2 separate regions of the Mus musculus genome follow, and region 2 is linked to region 1. The links are chromatin contacts, called in public Hi-C maps. All regions are on one chromosome and are shown on one strand. The core of a region is the stretch at or near the end of the contact, and the rest is flanking DNA. Distances in the headings are between cores, read along the strand shown. Region 1 overlaps Ramp1 (receptor (calcitonin) activity modifying protein 1). Region 2 holds the start of Scly (selenocysteine lyase).

The links. A called contact is a pair of places that touch in the nucleus more often than the background predicts.
Region 2: a contact with region 1 is called in a Hi-C map of bone marrow-derived macrophages, with 2.2 times the contacts expected there. The contact joins the promoter of Scly here to the enhancer-like site in region 1. A contact is called at or near these places in 3 of 39 promoter capture datasets (erythroid cells, macrophages and pre-B cells), 4 of 484 Hi-C or Micro-C datasets (the G1E-ER4 cell line, bone marrow-derived macrophages, nephron progenitors and 1 more), 6 of 115 datasets of contacts at active chromatin or transcription factors (bone marrow-derived macrophages, double positive thymocytes, embryonic stem cells and 1 more) and 2 of 9 other capture datasets (adipose tissue and liver).

What each region holds. Positions count from the first base shown.
Region 1 is chr1:91,212,233-91,217,920 of GRCm38.p6, forward strand. The region is part of intron 2 of Ramp1 (receptor (calcitonin) activity modifying protein 1); the gene reads left to right. Among named protein-coding and RNA genes, the nearest start is that of Ube2f, 35 kb to the right of the region's middle. Within about 2 kb of position 3,984, at least 98 of the 459 cell types and tissues checked have an H3K27ac peak or open chromatin away from gene starts, as enhancers often do. A contact at or near this core is called in adipose tissue, bone marrow-derived macrophages, double positive thymocytes and 1 more, where this site is marked.
Region 2 is chr1:91,296,887-91,302,599 of GRCm38.p6, forward strand. It overlaps Scly (selenocysteine lyase), which reads left to right and starts at 1,452. Exons shown (of 12, transcript NM_016717.3): 1 at 1,452-1,562; 2 at 3,642-3,754. The coding sequence starts at 1,510. It also overlaps the pseudogene Gm7785.

The sequences.
Region 1 (5,688 bases), core at 2,734-5,233:
AGCCTCTGCCCATGGCAGAAAGTCCCTGCCATCTGTTTTGGGGATCTTGAGTTCTGCCACCAAAGGCAGCAATCACTGCCCTGAAGGCCCCTTCCTGGCTGATGGGATGGTTTCAGGCCCCACAAGGAATGGAAGCATGTGCTTGCTGAGGGAAAGGGCCTCTTCATGAGAGAGGAGGTTTCAGAACTAGCTGTGTGCTAGGATGGTGTACATGCCCAGGAGGGAGGATTGTGAGTTTGATGCCAGCCTGGACTACATAATAAGACTCTGTCTCAGAATAATGATAAGTAGGGGAAGAAGGAGGAGGAGGGAAAGAAGTGACTTTTTATCAAAAGCTTTTCAATATCAAATGGTATTTTCTCCCTTGACAGGTTGAAGTGTGGTTTTATGACAGACTTTAATGTGTTCTGTACAGCTAGATGAAGCTTGTGGGCACTTTGCGGAGGCCTTCTGTGCCTCTCCTTCCTACCTACCTTCCTTCTCTTTCTCTCTTTCTCTCTTTCTCTCTTTCTTTCTTTCTTTCTTTCTTTCTTTCTTTCTTTCTTTCTTTCTTTCTTTCTTCCTTCCTTCCTTTCCTTTCCTTTCCTCTCTCTTTCTCTCTCTCTCTCTCTCTCTCTCTCTCTCTTTCTTTCTTAGGCAAGGTCTCATAAAGAAGACTGACTTGCAGAGATATATTTGCCCTGTATCTGGACGCTGGGATTAAAGGCGTGCAGCCCTATGCACAGGGCACTGTATATTATTTACATGTTAATTTGCTGCTCTAACTTACTTACTGGTTTTATAGTTGATGTTTTTGCTCTTGCTCTCTCTCTCTCTCTCTCTCTCTCTTTCTCTCTCTCTCTCTCTTTCTCTCCCTAGATTAGGCTCTTAAGAATCATGCCTGTTCCCCCACCCACCCCACCCCCTGTATAAGCCCTGGCTGTCCTGGACCTGTGTAGAACAGGGTGGCCTCCAGGTGGTGGGACTAAAGTCATGAACCACTTTATTTGGTGGGAGGGAAAGGAACGAGGACCCAGAAAACGGGTAGAGGTAGACAGAGAGGGAGCAGAGCCATGAGGGCAGAGAAGGAGGGGACAGAGAGGACAGAGAGGACAGAAAGAGAAGCTGGCTGGAAACCTGTGAGAACAGAGAGGGATCGAGAGAAAGAAGGGAGAAAGAGCTTTTGAATTTTCCTATCCATGTTATTGTATTTAATGTATCAGTAAGTTCCTTTTTATTGGTTTTAAACACACACACACCCCTCCCACAGTGCGGGAATGCTGGTGGGGAGGGGCTGCAAGTCCACAGCATGCATGTGGAGGTCAGAGGTCAGCCTGGTGGTATCTTTCTCTCCCTCCACCTTTCCCATAGGAAGCGGACTCAGGCTGCCAGGTTTGCAGAGCCAAGGGCTTTCCCCCCCCCCCGTCTGTCTCACTGGCTCTTTCTTTTTTAAAGTCTTGATTTGGATATTTAGTGATTTTCTTTTATACACATTCTCCCTACATAGCCCACAGAGACCTCACTGGGTAACCCAGGCTGGCCTCCAACTCCTGGGGAGCCCCCCTCCCCTATGAAGATGAGAAGATGTGTCTGTCTATCAAACCTCCTTCTGTCTTAGCCTTTGGAGTCTTAGGATTACAGGACTCCCATTCACCGCTCCTGACTTTTGCTTACTATTATATTAAATAATAATAATTCACAATTCTACATTTTTCTCAGAATTCATTTTGGAGCTGATTTTATTAGCATTTACATGCATGCAGTATTGTATTTCCATGGCTGCCCTAATGGAGTGTTTTAGCATGGTGACTCTTGAACTGCTTGTCACCTTTCATTTCTGTAGAGTGCATTCTTTAAAAGTATCCTTCTTTTTTCTTTTCTTTTCTTTTTTTCTTTTCTTTTTTTTTTTTTTTCCGAGACAGGGTTTCTCTGTTTAGCCCTGGCTGTTCTGGAGCTCACTTTGTAGACCAGGCTGGCCTCAAACTCAGAAATCTGCCTGCCTCTGCCTCCCAAGTGCTGGGATTAAAGGCTTGCGCCACCACTGCCCGACCGACCTTCTCTTCTCTTCTCTTCTCTTCTCTTCTCTTCTCTTCTCTTCTCTTCTCTTTTCTTTCTTCCTTTCTTTTCTTTTTTCTTTTTTGCTAGCATTTTAGTTTTCAGTATTGTAGACAAGGAATATTTATTGTCTTATGACTTTTATTTTCGGAATTTGTTGGCTTTTCCCTGCTGCCTAATATGGATCTGGAGACTTTTGACAAGATTGTTGGTTCTTAATATTTTTTGTTCTTTTTGCAATACTTTTGGGCTAAACTTTGGAGGCATGATCAGCTCCCCTCCCCAAGGAAGATGAGAAGCTGTGTATATCTATCAGACCCCCAACCCCCAACACACACACATACACCACACACACATACACCACACACACACACACACACACACCACACACATACACACATACCACACACATATAAACACACACACATACACACCACACACATACACACACCACACACACATACACACACACCACATACATACACACCACACACACACATACACACACACCACACACATACACAACTCACATACACACATACACACCACACACACATACACACACACACACACACACACACACACACACACACACACACACACACAGGGATTTCTGGGCCATGGTGCTATAAATGCCCTTCTGCCTGTGTTTGTTCCGCACTGCATTGTGCTGCCCTGCAGCAGCCTCCAGGCCTGCTCGCCTGCATGCCAGGACCTCTGCTTTCCCTCCCCTCTGCTTTGATGGTGACTGTTCTGAACAGGCTAACTAGGATCAGGTCCCAGCAGTACAACAGGGAAAGGAGAGCTAAGATATCCAAAGTGGATCAGAGCCCATTTGTAAGTGAGGGTCAGAGCGGTCCACCTCCTACCTACAGGACCCTGCCATGCCCCATCCCAGACAGCCCTAGTCCCTACAATGCCCAAGAGGCCACAGTGACCTCCAGGAAATAGGAAGGCGGCTGTCCCATGTGGTATGCCACTGCCCACTTTCTGCTGTCCCAGAAATGAGGCACTGATTAGAAATACAGTGGCCTCTGCTGTAGTTTTCTTCCTAAAATAAACTTCCACGCAACCATGAAAATAATGTATATTAAGTGCAGAGAAGCACAGCCTACTGTCCCTGCATTGGGAACAGCCCCTGAAGGATGGCTCTCCTACAGGGGCACTCCACCAGATCTGCAGGCTTTAGGCTGCCATGTGGACCAACCCACTTGCTTTGTTCAGCATCTTCATGGAAAGATGTGCCTGCCTGCACCTGCACCCTAGAATTCTTTCTGAAAGTTGACTTCTTAGTAGAGGTCCCTCCAAGTGCCTTTCCCATGTGCTGGTTTCTGACTTTCATCATCTTGACCTCAGTGTGCACCTCCTCTTGCTGCCTTTGTCCACATTTCATACATTTTGTTTTGTTGTGAGATAGAGTCTCAGGTAGGCCAAGCTGGCCTCAAACTCAGTACGTAGCCAAGGATGACTTTGAACTCATGATCCTCCTGTCTGCGTCCCAAGTGCTGGGATTACAGGCATGGACCACACAGATCGGTTTATGAAATACTGGGAGTGGAACCCATGCCTTGTGACTTTTTTTTTTTTTTTTTTTTGAAGGCAGGCTATTCCTAGGTAGTATAGTATGGCTTTGAACTTGTGATCCTCCTTCCTTGGCCTCTTGAGTATTGGGATTGCAGGCAACCCTCCATACCTAGCTTCCTTTGTTTCTGCATAAGTTTCTGCCCAAGAGCATTTCTGATGTGCTCACCAATTATTTCTATTTGCAGAAGAAATACATAGTTGGCCAGCCACAGACCTCTCTGTCTGCATGTTTGTTTGCTGGCTTCCCCACCCCCTCCATCAACCCGTGTCAGCTGGCATCTCACCAGGATCTTGAGGCTAGCCCCAAGTGGGTCAGCTGGGGGTGGGACAGCATCCTGTCTCAACAGTGTTAGAAGCTGCTAGAGCTTCCAAGCTGTGACCATGCTGGGGATGGGAGGCAAAGGCAAATGCCAAGGCAGTGAACCAAACCCCAGGGTTTCTCCTTGGAGTTTCTGAGGAATTAGATGCCCCTTGTTAGTCAGACTTGACAGAAGTTTATAGGACACAAAGCACACAGTGAGCCTCACACTAGTGGTCGTCAGAGAAGAGGCAAGGAGAAAATTTGTGGCTTTGAGGGGCCCGTTCCGTCTGTCCCTTTACTTCATTTAATTAGTCTGTCCAGTCATTTGGGGAGGGGGCCGATCCTCTTTCTAAGATGAGGTTACCAACACATGGCCATGTGAGATGAAGTCCTTATGGTTGCTTGAGAGAAGAGAGGAAGCTGGGACTCAAACCCAGATGATGTGTGCCAGGACACAGGCTCAGATACTCGTTGTTAGGGGAAGTTGGGGCCAGAAGGGGGAACAACTGCAACCTCAAGTTATCCCCAGAGGAGCAGCCTCACTGTGTGCATCAGTGCGCTGCCACGTACCGAGGAGCCCAGAGCCATGCATGACTCGAGATCCAGGCGTTTGGAAAACTCCCACTGAAGTGTTCTGGGACATTCCAAGCAAAGTTTGCTTAGAAACCCAGAATAGCAAGTCCTAACCTAAAAAGGATAATTATTCAGTTACATGAGAACTGAAAATTAGTGAGTTAGAGCCAGGGCACGCTTTCTAACTATTTTGGGTCCTCTGGCTATCTCTGTGTTCTTTTAGCAGAGGCATGTCCAACCTCTAAGGGGAATCCTTTTATCTCATCCGAACTGACAGAGCATGCACAATTGTTACTGAAAACCTCAGCTGTCACTTCTGCCTAAACAAACGGGATCCAGTGGGCAGCCATCCCTGCACCACAGATATTTTTAGGCATAGGTGGCTTCAATCAAAAATAGAATCCTGGTCCCAGAATAGCAGGCTACACACTCAGCCCCAGACAGCCGTAGAGTGTAATCTGTGGTGACCTGGCTTCCAGAATCAGGGACTCTGAACTGTTCTGGTTATCTGAGAGAGAGAGAAGGCATCTTCTGCCAGAGACATTCCCAGGCTACAGAAGACATTGTTCTGGGTGCTCTGTCATCAAAACCATCTCTGGGTTTGGGTCGAGAAGGATAGTCTACACCACCAGTGCTCAGTTAACCAGTGTCAACTGCAAATGTGGCCTTTGACTTTAAAGAACACATTTAGTCCTTGCTGTGTTGGATCTCATGATGAGATCCAGGCTGTCTCAACTTCTTACAGCTTTTCCCACGTGTGTTTTCTAACGGAACCTTGGATCTTTTGCTTACTCAGACCATGCACCCCAGGGCCAGTGAGCGGGGGAGAGGGTTGTCCACTCTCTCCTTCCCTGTGTCTCATCCGAATTACCACTGATGTGGGCTGAAAGATCTGGACAGGGTGCCTGACACAAAGGCAGCTGAGGGTGGGGGAGGCCTGTGGCAAACTGGCCTAGCAATTTAAAGATCTCATGATACACTTGGGCGGAGGAATGCCTGGATTTGGAAAGCCTCCACTTTTGACCAAAAAAAAAAAAAAAAAAAAAAAAAGCCTTTTAGATGCCCTGAGGGTCTCCTCAGGGCTGATATCTGGCCTTTGCTCCATTGATAGACTTTCTAGATTAAAGTAAGAAAAGATAGTTTTAATCTCTTCGCCACCATTTTGGGGCTTTTCCCTTTTCTGTATGGATCCAGAG
Region 2 (5,713 bases), core at 202-2,701, 82 kb after region 1:
GAAGGACCTATGCCAGTGGCTACGCTCACTACGAGGAGCAGGAGAGCTAGGAGCTGCCCCTTGTTGGCACTTGTGGGAAGAGCAGGCTGAATCTGAGGATGCTCAGACGGACCCTCCCTTGCCTTGTCCAAAAGGCCAGTCACACTGGGCTCGGGAGGTTCTAGCAGTTTATAGGGATGCTATGTGAACTTGCAGTGTATGTAAAGTGAGTTAGATGTATGACAGATGGAGCATCATGGATTGGGTTATTACTGAGTTCAATAATCGGGTGGGTTTTGCCAGCTAGAAACATAATAAAATACACGATAAAGGAATAGAAAGCAAATATATTTATTTGAAATTAAATTACCGTCTTTATTAAAGGCACTGCTTATAAATTCATGTCTCTGATTTTACAAAGTGTAATGGGTAAAATTACCATATTCTTTTTCTTATTTCAATCCATACAATGAGAGTCATGTTCAGTTTTTCACTGACTTCATGCTGGGTAATGTTCACTCTGCATTAGCGGTTGCCATGTTCACCGTTTTCTTACAATGTCTATCCAGTGCTTGTTACTGTCTCACTGACAGACAGAAGTCTAGCTGTTTTCATCCACATAATGGCAGGCAGGACTAGTGTTGCTGATGCTTCACCCAGAGAATCTCATTTTACAATAAAGTTAGCATTATACTTGAAAAATAAAAAATAAAACACACGTTCAGAACTCACTTTGTAGACCAGGCTGGCCTCGAACTCACAGAGATTGGCCAGCTTATGCCTCTGGAGGGCTGGGATGAAAGGCCAGTACTACTACTGTCCTGCTTCACGCCTTTCAATTGTTTAAAAAAAGATTTTTATGTGTATGAGTCTGTTTATGCGTCTGTCTGCACTTACATACGAGCACCATGTGCATGCCTAGTGACTATAACCTTCCATAATTTTAACAGCCCTGCTTAGCTCACCTCTGATCTAGATCGCCTCAAAAGTATCAACACATAACTTCCTAATTTCAGGCAATTAAATCATTCGCGAAGGCGGATGTGGGGTATCCTATGTCCAGCGAGCACTAGCCGCCAACCCTTCCAGGCGCTCAGTCTTGGCTGCTGCGGTGCCTCTCATTGCACCGCGCATCCTAACACTTTTACTTCCATGAACTTTGCGGCGACCGGTGAAGTCACTGGTCCTTCTGTCACTAGTGACAGCCCAGGGAGGTGGGCTCCCAGAGCACGGTGCCAGTAGCTGGAGCACCCAGATGACTCGCCATGAGCGGCGCGCGCTTTGCCGATGACCGGTTAGATAGGACCGGCAGCGCGGTGGCCCTACTAAGGTAGTCTCCAGCTCCGTCCCACTGCCACCTGACCCCACATGACCAATCAACCAGTCAGGGGCGGAGGCAGGGCCCGTGCGGCTCACAGATTGGCCAAAGCGCGAAGCGCAGCCAATGCGGATACTCCGGGACCCGAGGCTCCGCCCATTCAGAGACTTCGGGGCGCTCAGGCTTGGGGTGACCTGCCGGCGATCAGGGGGATGGACGCGGCGCGAAATGGCGCGCTGGGCAGTGTGGAGAGCCTACCCGACAGGTGCGCTCCCTTCAAGGAGCCCGCAGGGCCTAGGGACACCTGGGGGACCTCAGTGAGTGTATGGTGAGGCGGGAGGAAGGGACACGCAGAAGCGTCCGGCCACAGGAACCGGGAGAGAACAGGCTACCGCCCAAGCTGAGGGCAGAAGGGGGCCCACGGGTGACAACTGTGCCGAGTGTGGCCACATCATCCTCCCGCGTTTCGGGCTTCTTCCCAGGGAATGGGCTCTTCCTGGAGGTTGGAACTGGCAGCCGAATCGCGATTATCTGCGTTTTACAAGAATCGCCGCTGCTTAGAGTCTAGGATGGCGTGGCTGTGGGACGGGGGGGAACGGGGGGGGGGGACGGGACTTTGGGGCCCATTTGACCACCCGAAGGTTTAAAGTGGGCTTTGGGGCGGGAACCCTAGGAGCACCAGGACAGTGGGGGAGACCTGCCTTCTCTTGCTGTCCACTGGGCTGTGGGACCTCCTCCCCTGGCGCGCAAGGAACCGGAGGTCCTGGCTCAGCCTTCTCCCACCCAGGAATGTGTTATACCAGAAGCCCCCTCTCCATCCCCATCTCATTTTTTTCTTCTTTCTCTTTTCTCTTTTACCCCCGGTCCCTCCTCCACCTCAGCCCCATAAGGCCTCGATATGTAGTCCAGGCTACTCCTGCCTTCTCCGATATGGTGGAACTTGCCTATAATCCCAACACTGAGGACAGGAGGATTGTGATTTGGAGGCCAGCTTGGATCACACAGTGAGAACCTGTCTCATAAAGGCCTAAGCCTGGTGGCTTGAGCCTATACCAGACGTTTATTAAGCAGTTTCACTTTCTCTAGGAAGCCCGCTAATAACAGAGTCAATCGCTGATAAAATGCAAACCATAAACCAGTTCGGCCAAGCTATAGATGGGAAAACCAGTCACTTGGCAGGCCTATGGGTGTGCAGCACTTTGGGGGCTCTTTATTTCTAGGAAGGAACAGACTTGGGACACAGGCAAAGCCTGCGGCAATGGGAATTCCAGCCCCAGGGTGGTCAGGTAGGTCCACATTACAAAGCCCAGCCTTGCAAGATCAGGTGACTGCGTGGCACTTAAAGCAAAGATAGGAGATGAAAGCTTCTTCCTGCCTGTTCTGCCGTGCTCCCCTGGACATAGTTGGGCAGTGTGTGCTGGCTCACCACTGCATCGGCTTGAACACTGGTTTGATGTAAAACCAAGTGAAATAATGACTGTTTTCAGGCCCGATTGCCTACCATAGAGATTTCCGAAGGTCTGGGACCCTGGTGAGAACACAAGCAGATAACTCTCCTTAGGGAGGGTCTCTGGGGCTTTGAACTCTGTGTCCTGTGGATGAAGTTCCTACATAGGAAGACAAAGCCTGCTTGTTCCTGGAGCTGCTCATCACTTGCTCCCTAGAGAGGACACTAAGCATGTGACTCTTGGGTCAGATGATGAATGGGTCCACAGCGGAAGACAGGGAGGGAGGGAGGGAAGGAAGAGGGCCAGGCTGCGTGCGGCCTACAGTTTCCAATCGAACCCTGGAGCCTCATCCAAACAGATCTGCTGAAGCACAGACTTTAAAAAGTTTAGGTAGAGTGGGGGTGGGGCAAGAAAAACTGAAAATGCAAGTTGCCCCAGGGAGAGACCTGCCCAGTAAAAGCCAGGGAGGGGACAGCCATAGCCCTGGGAAGCCTCCAGCAAAGATGAGTACAAAGCTCCTTCCTAGAGGCAGTTCCTGGAGGACTGGAAGGGGCAGATGGCTCCAAGTTGTTGGGAAATTACCCAGGGGAATGTGGGACTCCCCAGCCATTGGCAGATCCTTCCTCCCTCCCTTCCTGGAGTTGGGCCGCATCTCTGGCCTCCAGCCATCAGTCAGCCTCATGCTAGGGGAGATTATGGCCATCTTGTATGGGGCAGCTACTGGGTGACTGGAAACCATGGTGTCTCCCATCAGGAGGGAGAACATGGAGAGCTGAGGTCTAATAGCCTACCTGGGCCTTCACTCTAGATGCAGAAGACCCTCACTGTGGTCCCCCAAAAGAGTATTGCTGCTATACTCTGCCTCCCCAAACTTTACAGGCTATTCTCTCTTCCAGGAAGGTCTATATGGACTATAATGCCACCACACCTCTAGAGCCCGAAGTCATCCAGGCTGTGACAGAGGCCATGAAGGAAGCCTGGGGAAACCCCAGCAGCTCCTATGTGTCAGGTAATCTAGAAGAATCCATGACAATAAAGGGAACCAGAAGCCTCTTAGAGAAAGTGTATACTAACCTGACTTGGTGGCATGTGCCTTTAATCCCAGCACTCAGAGGCAGACTGCTCTCAGAGTTCAAAGCCAGCCTGGTCTACAAAGTGAGTTCCTGGACAGCCAGGGCTACCTAAACTGAGAATCCGTGTCTCAAATAAAAAACAAACAAAAATGGGTGGGGGTATATAAAGTGTATGCTTACATGAGATGGTTTTGTTTGGGAATGGGGTGGACTTTCATTTTTCTTTCAACTTTAAAGTTAGTACAATGCCTATATTGCTTAACAGAATTCCCAAGAGTTTTTTTTTAAGCACACTTTAGAAAAATGGAAACAAAATAATTACGTTCTAATCTTTAAGCATTGTGTCACTAAAGTCTACATAGTGTCTTCTATGTAAATTAGCATCATGTTACAATTATATACCTGACTTGATTCTTAAAGTCTTCTGTCCCTGTATGATATCCTAGCTAGGAACTACACATCCCACAGGCTGGGATTAAAGGCATGTGCCACCACTGCCAGGCTTATAATTATATTCTTACTTCTTTCTAGTTTGCCTTTGTGGTGTAGAGTTTTAAATTTTTGCATTTTTGGATGATAATTTGCTTCAAGTCAGTAGTCAAAAAGACAGCATTCCACATTTTCTCCACAGACTTGGAGGCTAATCATGCTTTGCCTTCCTAGTTAATGTTTATCAGCAGAAGGCAAGGGCCCCGCACCCAGCCCTGCACTGTGTAATTAGGGTAACTAAGACAAGCCACATTAATGATGGTTTATTGGGAAATGAGTGCCAGCCAGGGGACTAAAGATGACCCAAGCTAACTGATCTGCCACCAGGTCTTACTGGTACCTCTGTCCCTCCGTAAGGGGTTTGGTGGGTCATAGCAGTTGCTTATTGAAAGCTCCCCAGCAACTCAGTGACACAGACTTTCCAGATCAGATGCTAGTCACCCATTAACTTGTCTGTTGCCTTATTTCTGGACATTGCCATCTGCCTAATGTCCCCTGTAGTATAGTCAAACTTCTGTTAGGGTACACTAGAGAAGGCCAAGAAGATTAAGGGTCAACAGGAAGTGGGGCACACAGTGGGAGACCGTTGCTGGCCTGGGTGACATCCCAGCTGCTTTCTGTTGATATTTGAGTAGAAATGCCAAGAAAAGTGAAAATCATGAATCACAAATGTTTGCCTGTCTTGTTTTCAAGGCAGATGGGATCTCACTGTGTAGCTCTGGCTTCCGGGAATTTACTCTGTAGCCCAAGCCTGCCTCAAATTCACAGAGATCCACCTGTGTCTGCCTCCAGAGTGCTAGGATTAAAGGCATGTACCACCACCCCAGCTCATCACAGATGTTTTAGTGTGTCACAGTATTAGGTTTTAAAATCTACAGCAATGTGTGCTGAGGTTCTGTGGGAAGAGTTTGAGTGCTCCAGATGTGGCCTTGCTTGTAACAGCCAACAGCATTTGGAAGTGAGCGGAGAAGGGGAGAGGTTCTGGCCTACTGGGCAGCATGGGAAAGCTGGTCTGGACCCAGCATCAAATGTAGGGACCACTGGTATGTTGGCTGAGAGCCGCATAGAGCCACCTTCCTCTGACACAGTGTTCAGTGCAACTGGGCAGCAGCCAGGACACCTAATTGAAGGCAAATGCTTCCAACCTTCCTCCTGTGTCTCCCAAGGCTGACCTGAGGTTGAGAGAAGGCACTGGCTGACCGGGTGTGTAAAGCCTCATGTTCTGTTTGGTTACTTCTGTGGTTCCTTGTCCTATCATGAATGGTGGGAAGGTGGGCGGCTAGCCATAGCACCCCCTCCTCTAGCATCCAGTAAGAAAGAAAAGCTGTGCTGGGGGAGCCTAGATTCCCCCCAACCAAGCTGCCCCTGGCTCTCACTGAGTTCCGGTGGTGGGCACTGACTTCCTA